Regions from separate parts of the Mus musculus genome. Here region 1 is linked to region 2. Evidence: chromatin contacts called from public promoter capture Hi-C data. All regions are on one chromosome and are shown on one strand. The core of a region is the stretch at or near the end of the contact, and the rest is flanking DNA. Distances in the headings are between cores, read along the strand shown. Region 1 has its middle 32 kb from the start of Chmp4c. Region 2 holds the start of Zfand1 (zinc finger, AN1-type domain 1).

The links. Promoter capture Hi-C pulls out the DNA fragments that hold promoters and counts their contacts.
Region 1: a promoter capture Hi-C map of hippocampal neurons shows a contact between it and region 2, with 3 times the contacts expected there. The contact joins the enhancer-like site here to the promoter of Zfand1 in region 2. A contact is called at or near these places in 4 of 39 promoter capture datasets (the SN4741 cell line, hippocampal neurons, macrophages and 1 more), 1 of 15 datasets of contacts at CTCF or cohesin (embryonic stem cells), 19 of 484 Hi-C or Micro-C datasets (the AML12 cell line, Sertoli cells, cerebral cortex and 6 more), 16 of 115 datasets of contacts at active chromatin or transcription factors (the SCID.adh cell line, a beta-TC-6 cell line, embryonic stem cells and 3 more) and 3 of 9 other capture datasets (adipose tissue, liver and pancreatic islet).

Annotation. Positions count from the first base shown.
Region 1 is chr3:10,396,017-10,402,000 of GRCm38.p6, forward strand. No RefSeq gene overlaps it. Among named protein-coding and RNA genes, the nearest start is that of Chmp4c, 32 kb to the left of the region's middle. Within about 2 kb of position 2,760, at least 7 of the 459 cell types and tissues checked have an H3K27ac peak or open chromatin away from gene starts, as enhancers often do. A contact at or near this core is called in hippocampal neurons, where this site is marked.
Region 2 is chr3:10,348,372-10,353,889 of GRCm38.p6, forward strand. Zfand1 (zinc finger, AN1-type domain 1) reads right to left here and starts at 2,946. Exons shown (of 8, transcript NM_025512.3): 1 at 2,871-2,946; 2 at 139-181. The coding sequence starts at 2,925.

The sequences.
Region 1 (5,984 bases), core at 1,510-4,009, 47 kb after region 2:
TGAGAGTCAAGGGAAATGAATGCTCTGTGTAAATGGAAGAATTGCCCCGAAGCAGAGAGGCCTTGAGACTCGGGGCAACCACAGCTGAGACACTTCTTTCTCAGGGTGGTCAACTGCAGGGAACAAGACTGCTATTATTTGAGCAGGTGTTCTCTTCAGGAGTCATATTCCAGGGTCAGACCTTGAACTGGCCTACATGACTCATATATGTACCCCTGGGCCAGCCATCTAGATCCTCCAGAATGGAAAAGCAAGATGGGGGTGGGGAGGGTGATAAAGTCCTGTAACCAAGGTGATCTTGACTTGCCAAAGAGGGAACTCCTGCCCATGGAAAACTTCATTCTGCCTGCCACCATTGATGTCCAGTCTACAGTGGGGAACAGCTCAACCCTAATTGTAATATTTTCTTCCTTGGAGGACATAAACAGAGCATTGGTTTACTTAGTGGAAACTGAAGTAGCAAAGAATTTAAACTTCACAATGGCATCTGTCTTACTAAACAAATTAGATAGTATGGTAAAGCTAGCAAGCCTAGCAAGAATAAGATAAACAAATCATAAAGATGCAACGACTAGTAAGGAACCATTACTTTACAGCTCCAGGACATTAACAGATGACGCGTTATTCAATTTCTGTCTTGTCTCTCTCTCTCTACTTTCTTTCTCCCATCTCCTTAATTTAAGACAGACGTTAATGGTTCTGTGGAAGGAAGTGCTCCTTAAAATAGCTGGAGTCCTTCCCCATCTTCAGACTCATATCATTTACTTTTTGGCTCACTAGAAGTTTTATTGCCTATATACAGAACACTTGAGCTATTTTTCAGAAGAAAACAAGCCGGGAACCCTGAGGACTGTGAAGCTAGGGCAGTGGAGCACTGCTCAGAAGACACACACTCCAGCTTCGAGCACGACGAGGACGAGGAGACACACACTCCAGCTCCGAGCACATAGGGATGGATCCTCAGACGAGGAAGGCTGCAAGGGTGCACACACACTATGAAAGGCTAGAGATACGTCTTCTATGATGCGGGGGAGTAGCTGGTCCCTTTGGAAGCAGGGCAATTCATTTCGGCCTCTCTGTGGGATCGGATGTATGTGTGTAGTTATTGTTTTGTTACAGAATACCACCTCATCCTCATGTTGATTTCTATGGTCTCTGTTACCTGTGGATGACTACCACGTGAACACATAAATCAGTGGAATTGTAAGTTACATGCTGGTCCTAATCTGCCTTGTGCATCTGGGCATGTGATGTGTGCATGTCCTGTGTGTACACACCATATATGCTACCGGCTTAACAGCTAACTGGTGGTCTTAACCATCAGATTACCACAGTATTACAGTGCTTGTGACCAAGTAACCCTTATTTTACCTGATAATCATTAAAAGAGGAAATATCGAGGCACATGTAATTTTATTGTATTATATTGTTGGAATTACTCAATTATGTCCTTTCTGTGCCTATTATACAAACTATATGTGTGTGTATGTATGTGTATATGTGTGTTTCAGCATAAATATACATAAGGGGAGATGGGGTATGTACAGGGCTCCGCCTATGACTTCAGATGTCCTTTAAAGACTGTGAGCCATAGTCCTTGCAGACCTGTGTACATGTGATATGTTTAAACACAGATTGCATAGACACTAGATTGCTCTGCGTGCCTTTGGGCATGGTTCTGAAAACCTCCTTGCTCTTTATGCTATTTTGTTGTGTTTTCTGGCCCTAACTCTTGCTTTTCCTTTTCTTGGCTTGCTAATGAGAAGTTACCACATTCGCCATAGTTTCATTGCTCTTTTGAAGCTTCCACAGTTCTGACTTTAGGTTATACCTTGTTATGACCCTCTTACAGCCATGGCATTTGGAAACCCTATGCCTGAGCTATAAAACCTCATCTTCCCATCTTCAATGCTGGTCTATTAAACCCCTCATTGCGGAAGACAGCCTATGTAACTAATAAAGCTTGATTTAATTGGTTTGTCCATGGTTTGTGTCAGTGGTCTTTCTCCTCAAATCTGTGGGAATAACAAGGTAACTGGGAAAAGAAGCCCAGATAGGTATGAGAGGAAAACTATATGAGTTTAGGTAAGAAACAGTAAATAGGATGCGATAGGAGAGGCACAGAAATACAACAGTCGAAACTTAATCCATCAATACAAGAGCTTGAAAAGTTAGTTATGCCAAAGCAAGGCTGACAAAATAAAAATAAGAGGATTCCTCCTGGCCTTCCTTCCCTTGAGAGGTGTTCCAGAGCAAATGCTGTTGTTGGTGCTTCTAATCCAAACCTGTTAGATTAGATTCCCTACCTGTATGGTGTGTCAGACGGGATCCTGTTGGATGGGATTTCTGCCCAGAAGTGAGTGGGGTCAGCCCTCCCTCAAGTTATTTAGCCTTCAACTCGAGTGCTGCTCCAAGATAATTTCATCCATCTTCTTTCTATGCTGGATGGTCAGCCACTCCTTACAGGAGTTTCAACTTCCGGTTCTCTAGGTAGCCAGCCCCACCAGCCCCACGTTCTTATCTACCTTTTGGGCTGGATGTCTTCCCAGTACTTGAGCTGTCAGTGGGGAGGTCACGTGGTTCTGCCGTGTTTGTTTGTTTGTTTGTTTGTTTGTTTTTCCGGGCCTCTGGGCTGTGCCTCCTGCAGAACCACTTTAATTGCAGTTTCAGGATTTTCACCGTCTTTCCCCCAGCGTAACTGTTAAGACAAGTGATGTGGGCTGGCAGACACCCTGTGATTCATGAAGCACGTGACTCCTCTTTCCAAAATTGTGATTCTGCTGTATTCACTTCTGGAAACTTTCCCTTTCTGGTTTGTGTGTAAATCCAGCCCACAGGAGTGAAGATCTTCCCTTCCCGGTGGCTTTCTTCAGTGCGGTGTGTCCATAGCGTTCTTATTCTCCGTGTTGTCCCTTTCACACTTAGTCTCTTTTATGTTTCGCAGACTCACACCCTCTTTCGTGAGCAGGCCAAGTGTTTTCTTTGCATTTGTGGGGGTGGGAGCTGCGGTGACTGGATTGGGGGTCACCATAGTAACAAACCTCTAGGCAAATCTTCGTGGGAGTTTCTAGATTAGGTTACAGACGTGGGAAGACCCGCTCTAATCATGGGCAGCACAGTCTCATGGAAGCGCGACTAAGTAAGTGAGCTGGGCAGCAGCTATTGTCTGCCAGTTTGCCAGGGTGTCAGCATGCAGCTGTTCCTAGCTCCTGCCACAAGACCATCCCCACCACGACTGGGCACCTCCAGACTACGAGCCAAAGCAATTCATCCCTAAGTTGATTTTGTCATGTTTTGTGAGACAAGGAGCTAAAACAGTATGGAGAAATGCTGTGTGTCTATGCTTTCCATCTCTGTTTACCTGAAGACACCGGACTGGTTTTGTTGTTTGTTTGCTTTTTAATGAGAGATTTTTTTCAATTACTTCCGTTACATTACACATGATTGTTCAAGTTTTATAATTTTTTAGTTAATATTGAAAGGTTGTAAGTATTCAGGCTTTTTTTTCCAGGATTTGTTTTAAAGAATATGTTTTTTTGTTTTTGATTTTTAGTTTATAGTAGCTCCGTTTGATCCTCTTTATTATTTCTGTAATGGTAATGTCTCTGTTTCGACTCTGCTTGGTTTGTTTGATTGCATATAGGGGTTTTCCCCCATATAATATATTCAGGTGATGGTTTTTTCTCCTCTCCTCCGGATTCACCCTTTTTTGTCTCTCATAAGAAAATAAACAAGATTCTAAGGGATAATGATAAAACATATAAGATAATAAGATAAAATAAAGCCAAGCACATCAGAATGGTAAAGAGAAGAAATTGCCAAGAGAGTCTCAGTAAATGAAAGCCACTGTTGAAATTCTTTGAGAAGAAAATGGACTGAATGAATACTGGTTTAGCTGCTTCCATTTGTAGCTGGCATAGTCAGTCAGTCGTCTAAGATAAGTCCTGGGATGCATCTCCCCGAGGTCAGGCAAGTTCATCAAGTATGAGCTGCTCAGTCATCTGAAACCTGGGGGATCTTAATCTTAGGTAGGCTGATTCTCTGTTGGGAGGGAGTTCTTTGCAGAATGTCATCTTATGCTGTTATCCACAGTAGCCACCAGGAGGCACTCTAAGCCCATCATAAATGCTTAGGAAGGCGCACTGACTAAAATCTGTCTCCAATTGTGGGAAATTGAGAACAGGTTGTATTTTATTAATTGGATTGTAAATGAAAATAGTCGTTTCAAAACGAGGCAATAGGGCGGATCATATAGTTTAACGGAGACTCTGAGAAACTACGGCCTTTGAGGTGGCTTTTGTTTGCCCTTTTTCATGACCGCGAACTGCTGGGGTCATGCTACAGGTGGCAATGGCACTTGAGAGTGCGTCCCCAACTTTTACTACATATGGCTGTGCCTGCAGTAGCCGGAATACGATGCCTATGCTTAGGGGATAATCTATGGAAGACTAAGAAACCTTGATTAGATTCGAGCTTACTGTAACCAGTAGCCTTAGATGCCAGGGCTCTGGCTCCTCTTCACAGAAGAGGCAGGACCTCGTAACTCTAGACTTGGGTAAGAGAACTACTGCCTACCTTACAGGAAGGATATAGGCATTGCACTGTATCCCACAGTCTTGCCTTTAATCCTTGAAAGAATCCACTTAGGTGAGCATCCATTGTCCACTCCTGTAAGCAGATATTCAGAAAAGCTCCGTTCTGGATTGTGAATGGCTGAGATTGAGGCTCTGTATGTTTCCAGTTGCTGACAAACCGATCGTCACAGGATGGAGAGGCTTGCAATGAAACACTTTTAAATCCTATAGGCCATAAATAATTCAAACACTCAAGGGTCTCAGAAGGCTACAATGAAGGCGTGAGTAAAGCTACGATCCAGTCTTCTGGTCTTCAAAGCCACCACGTTGCAGCTCATTATCATAGCCAAGAGGTGGCGCTCTGCTTCAAACAGGTTACACAGGGCTACCCAGACAACCACAGATAGTCTTTTCATTCCAAGGTCTTTCATTTCATTACATCAGAAAAGCCATTCAAAAAGGATAAGGACATTTGGGAGCTAAGTTGACACATCACTTGCTCTCTGAGTCAGTTCATGTATAATTCTGTTCGGTTTTTTTGAGCTGCCTGACTGTGTGTGTGTGTGTGTGTGTGGCTTACTTCTTGTCATTAATTACAGCATGAAACAACCTGTATACAAATATCTCTGAGCCTCTCTAAGCGTGGATTACTAATGAACTCCTAGTGTGTGCCAGGCATCCTACTAGGTGGTAGCTGTGCAGTGGTAAAAAGCCAGGCTCTTCTCTCTCCACAAAGTGAAATGAGGGAAGTCACGGAAAACAGATGGGTGAAACAGAGTTGTCACACTGGCCCTGTGGGAGAAGAGTTTAAAACAACATTCTGTGAATGCTTGAGCAGCCACGAATTCCATGAGACCTTTTTCTTTTCACTATGGATTCTATGATGAGGGGAAGTACACTCTGTCCAGAGCGGAGGGGACCACACTAAATCAGCATGACCAATGGCTGCTATGGTTCTGTCTGAGTGCCAGAGGCCTGGACTGCACTGAACTTGCCTAGGATGATGGCATTAAAGTGTGATTCAAAACACTCAAAATTTAGTCTACAAAATAGACATGAGTCCAGGGATCAGGGACAAGATGGAGAACTCTGTCTCTGATGAAAGTGCATTTCAAAGATTACAGGGATGACCCAATGTGGTGGTTTGAAGAGGTTTGGCCCCAATAGACTCACATATTTGGATTCTTGGCCATAGAGAGTGGCACTATTAGGAGGCTTGGCCTTGTTGGAGGAGGCATGTCACTGTGTTGATGGTCTTTGAGGATTCCTATGCCCAGGCTCCATCCAGTTTGGAAGACAGCCTTATTCTGATGTGTTTGGATCAAGATATAGAACTCTAGGTTCCTCCAGCACCATGTCTGCCTGTATGCCACCATGCTTCCTGCCATTTTACAAATGAAGAAAATGGGC
Region 2 (5,518 bases), core at 1,696-4,195:
TGACAGTTCCTATTCAGCGTTGTAGTCACTTGTGGAAAAGACTGACTGAATTATGGTTTACATCATATTTGTCACAATTAACTCCATATTGACAACCACCAAAATTCTTTTCATATCCTACATACAAATGTAACTTACCAAAATATTCCTGAACAACCATCACACACAAATGGAAGAAAATCTAAAATTAGAGGAAAATATAGTAGGTCCTGGTTAGTGTCTGATTTTGATGTAGTTTTGTTTGTTTGTTTGTTTGTTGTTTTGGTTTTTCGAGACATAGTTTTTCTGAGTAATCCTGTCTGTCCTGGAACTTACTCTGTAGACCAGGCTGGCCTGGAACTCCGAGATCTGCCTGCCTCTGCCTCCCAAGTGCTGGGATCAAAGGCGTGCACCACCACTGCCTGGCTTGATTTAGTTTTCTTAAGCAAAAAAATCTGCTGCCAACTCTAAGAAAAAATTTCTTTCCAATGACCCAGTATATCATTACTATGTAATCATTATTAACCAAAAAGTACCAAATCTCCAACTCTAGGAAAGTGGCTCAATCAATGGGAGGTAGATGTTACTTAGTAACTTTGTTAAAACAAAACAAAACAAAAAAACAATGGTGGTATTTTTCTCCATTGTTTTGTTTCCAAGATTTACTAGGTATTTTTTTTTTTTTTTTAGAACAGTGTGCTGCAGAATGTATGCATTTGGTGTCAAAATTCTGGGTTTTAATTCTGACACCATTTAACATCAATCTAGCAATAGTAAGTAGTTTACTTAATAATAAAGCCGCAGATATACATGTAGTATATGCTGTATATATGTTTCTCTCTCTCACATAGATATATGTGTATGTATCAATCTCACTTATATCTATAATTCCTTATTAGTTAATTCATACTAATGCTGTCTATATACATATACTTTGTAAAGTTCACACAAGTATCAATCCTCAGTTATAGAAACTAATTATTAAAAACAATCACTTTTTTGTGTTTATTTTCTGTTTGACACAGGTCTCATATGGCCAAGGCTGGCCTCTAAACTCCTCATTCCCCCTTTTTCAGACTCTAGAGTGCTGGAAATACAGTATGAGCCCCCATACCTGGCTCAGTCACTTTCTAACTGACTTCAATCTATCTCATATATGAATCCCAGCAAGTGGCCACATAAGCTACACAAACCCAGTCACACTGCTTTCACAATGGCAACCAGACAGTACTGCTCAGTCCTTTACAGAGAACTTTAATAGTCCAGAAAAGATACCTTGTAGGGTATCTTAATCCAAAATGCCAAGAGGGTCCCCCTAGGTAATCATGCTTGCAGACTAAGGGCCCGAATGTTTTCCTAGAATGAGAAGCGCCTAGTGAGCTATCACTATTGTTATTAAACGAATCATAATACTGTGAGCTTCAATTTCATGCCAAGAAATTAGAGATATGTGTCAATATGTAAACTCAAACACATAATCTGCAGAATTTTTATACTTTTTTAGATTTATTTTTCTTATTATTGTGTGTGTGTGTTGTGTTTTCTTGTTTGACACAAATGGAGGGTGGAGGATAACTTTTCGGGAATCAGTTCTCTCTTCCCACTGTGATTTTGAGGCAGGGTCTGTCTTACTCCTGGCTAGTGCCTCTGAATGAGGGTCCTGCCTACAGCCATGCTCCTGTCTGAGACACACGCCGAGGTTTGGATTACAGACTTTGTCACTGGCCCATTATGTCACTTTCAATGGGAAAAATTGGTTGTGTTTGCTATTTTGAGACTTAGAGGGTTCAAGCAAGTATTATATGCCATTCAAGGTAGCCCAGGAGGAAGAGTTATGATTAAAATAATTTCTTAGCATCACATATCCCTACTTAACTGCACCCCCTTTCTGCTAGTCCAAGAGATAGGCCTCATCTTAATAACACTACAGATATGTGAAACTGGAAAGGATGAGCTATATCACAGATGGTAGATATATTTAGACATACTAGTAAATCAACCTGACAAGATGTATATAACTTAACAGTCAAATTCAAATAGCCAAGCTTCCCTAGGAAAGGACTACATGGGGAAAAAAAACCAAAAAACAAAAACAAAATTGATCTGCTGAGTGAATGGTAAAGGACATATACAACAACACGTCCTGTCTTGCCTTTGCTTAGTGCAGGCATCACCTACTGCAGGAATCCAGGCCAAACCCAAGAGCTGCATTCAAGACCTTGTTAGGAACTAACAGAAGCTGCAGCATGAGGAAACCCTCTGCTCACATTTGGAGTGCGATCTAACAGACTGTGAGCCTGACGCTTTAAGGACTTGCCGGCTATAGGAGTCTAAACACCCTGAACTTTGACGCATACCACCAGGGCCTATGTTTATGACAAGGTCTACCATTACCATAGTATTTATTAAACCTTCCTAAAATGTGGTTTACTGATCTGCAACTAATAGCTTAAGTTAATATTAGAAACACCAAGACGTCTAAAAACCTGCGAACACACTGCTGAAAACTGATGCTCTTCAACGCATTTGTCAGACAAAAAAATAAAAAATCAATCAAGAAAAAGCCTGGGAAAGTGGATGCTCCACGGTGGCAATGGTAAGGACCGAGGGGAACTGGAGTCCTGATCTAAGTCGCTTCGCCGACCAGGGCTTCTTGAGCAAGGCCATCTGGATACCCCGAGGAGTCTGCAAGGTGTGCATTCGGGATCTGCGTGCAAACCAAGGGAGCCACAAAGTTCGCCCCTACACCGAGGAACAGTAACAAAGACACCACCAGTATCACCCTGGAAGGTCGCTCACGCCCCGCGTCCTCCCTCACCCGCCGCCACCGCCCCGGCCGTCAGAACCCGGCCCAGGTCTCCCGCGGATGAAAATGGGGCTTCCAGCGTCACCTCGCTGCCGGCAGTGCTGCACCTGGCAGTGCTGCCCAATGTCCAACTCCGCCATCTTTCCACCGCCGCAAGGGCAGGGGGCGGGGCAGCGCTGGGAACGTCAGTCCGGAGCGGGCAGGACCGAGGGCGGGGCGTCCTGTGAGGTGGGTGGGGCCTGTAGTGGGGCAAGGCGGGGCTTTCGGGGGCGGGACCCCCGGTGGGGTGGGGCGGGACTCCGCGATGGGGCGAGGCGAGCATGCGGGGCGGGGCCCACAGGAGAGGCGGGGCCTTGAAGACACTTGCGCGCTTCCTGGAGGTTCCAGCACTCTCCAGAAAGAGAAGAGACTTAGTAGAACTCAATTCTTGTAGCTGAGGTTCTCGGGCTCAAATTTGAGAAAAACCTAGCTCCTCTTTTGGAAACTGCACTCGCTGTTCTCTACATTGAGTCTCCAAAATTGAGAACTCCCTCACGAAGATTTCTTGATTTCTTAAGTAACTGTATTCCCAGGAGCCAACAAAGACCTGGCAAGAAGGAGCTAAAGGAGTCTGCAACCCTATAGGTAGAACAACAATATGAACTAACCAGTACCCCCAGAGCTCATGTATATGTAGCAGAAGATGGCCTAGTCGGTCATCATTGGGAAGAGAGGCCCCTTGGTCTTGCAAACTTTATATGCCCCAGTACAGGGGAACGCCAGGGCCAAGAAGTGGGAGTGGGTGGGTAGGAGAGTGGGGGGAGGGCATGGGGGACTTTTGGGATAGCATTGGAAATGTAATTGAAGAAAATACCTAATTAAAAAAAAAAGAATGCTAGCAAAAAAAAAAAATGTTATAGCAATCAAGAGAGGTACCGGGACACTGATTACTATATTGTCTTGATGTTTTAGTTTGAAGTAAATGCCCTCACCATGAAAGCATTAGGCTTTTGTTTTTAATTTAAAGGCTTCTTTTAATTATTTGTTAAAATTCTAGTAAGGAAAAAAAAAAATACATGCAACTAAAGTGTACATCGCTCCTCGGTTAGGAGAGCACACTGCAGAGGCAAGCTCCTAGGTCATAGGATGAAGGGAGCTGTTTGATGTCTGACGAGCCTCTTCATTAGAACTAAGGGGAGGCCTTGCCTTGTAGGTGGGGTAGGAAGGGATGTCTTTCTACTGACAAGACACTGGACACAATCAGAGTGGATGAGTGACAATCAGCTGCAGACCTGAATAGTCTCCCATGTGACTTAAGGGTACTCAAATGCTCTCCTGAAGAGTAAAGTGAATACAATTGCCACACACCATACTTTTTCAGTGCATTCTGGATATTCGAACAGACACCACAGGCTTGGGCAGCAAACAGTTTTTTCAGAGAGCTAACTCCCAGCCCTTGCGATTTCTTGAATCTAAGGCTCAGCAACTTACGTTTTACTAATGTTGGTACAGTCAAGCAACAGTAGATTTTCTAGAATGTTACCGTGACTGAATGTTCTAAATAGATGGCAAATATATATCCCACCAATCCAATCAGAACATTTCTTTTTCAGCTCTTGGAGATCTCATAGCAGCCCAAGACTAAAGTTTAGCTACTCCTATCCCCGAGTCTCCTTTTCTGGTTTTTTCTTTAGATATTATTTACCAAAATCTATCTCTCCATCTATTTGTGTTCAACCCCTTTGTTAAATATATCCTCACTGATGAAATTCCAGTGATAAATGAATCAGAAACTCCTCTACCTCCATACTTAGTCATGACAACTTTTTTTAAAAACATGAGCTCTCGGGCTGGTGAGATGGCTCAGTGGGTAAGAGCACCCGACTGCTCTTCCGAAGGTCCGGAGTTCAAATCCCAGCAACCACATGGTGGCTCACAACCACTCACAATGAGATCTGACTCCTTCTTCTGGAGTGTCTGAAGACAGCTACAGTGTACTTACATATTAAAAAAAAAAAAAAGAACAATAAATAACAATAAATAAAGGGGTGGATGTAGTGCACACTTGTATGTAGTCAAATATTCATACATGTAAAATAAAAATCTTTTAAAAAAAAAAAAAAAAAACATGAGCTCTCCATTTCTAGCAGTCTGTTATGAGTACATGCTCTGTGTTATTTGACAATAAAACTTAAGTGCAAAATGAAGGCTTTTTTTTTTCCTGTACCATTCCATTTCTAACTAAAGCAGTCTACTGCACTAGGAAGCACAAATGCATGCCCAAACCTGCCCTTTCTTATGTGTGCCATGGAAATGCCCCCTAAACACCATGGAGTCTTCTTTAGAAACATTCTTCATTCTCTATTTATTCTCTGGATTATTTTTATGAGTAAAAAGTCATTTCCTTGCCCAAGATATCCCTTCATTTCTTCATTAGGCACAGCATTCTGTAGTTTGTTCAGTAAAGTTTTTCAGCTGCATCCTCGACTCTTCTACCCCATCTCCAGCTTCACAATGTCTCCCTCCTGTCCAATAGAATTTTGAGTGCTCTTTAATGGCAGGTGCCATTTTCTTTTCTCTAGAATGTTTCTATGTCAAGGGTTCCCAAATTTCCTTCAAACTATGAATCACCTGCATGCTTGCCACCCTCCTCCTGGGGTCCAATTAAAGGGTTGGGAATGGCTGTAAGAAACTGTAATTGCCTATACGTTGGTCCTTATCCGGTACATTTAGGAAACCCTTTGTCCCCTACTC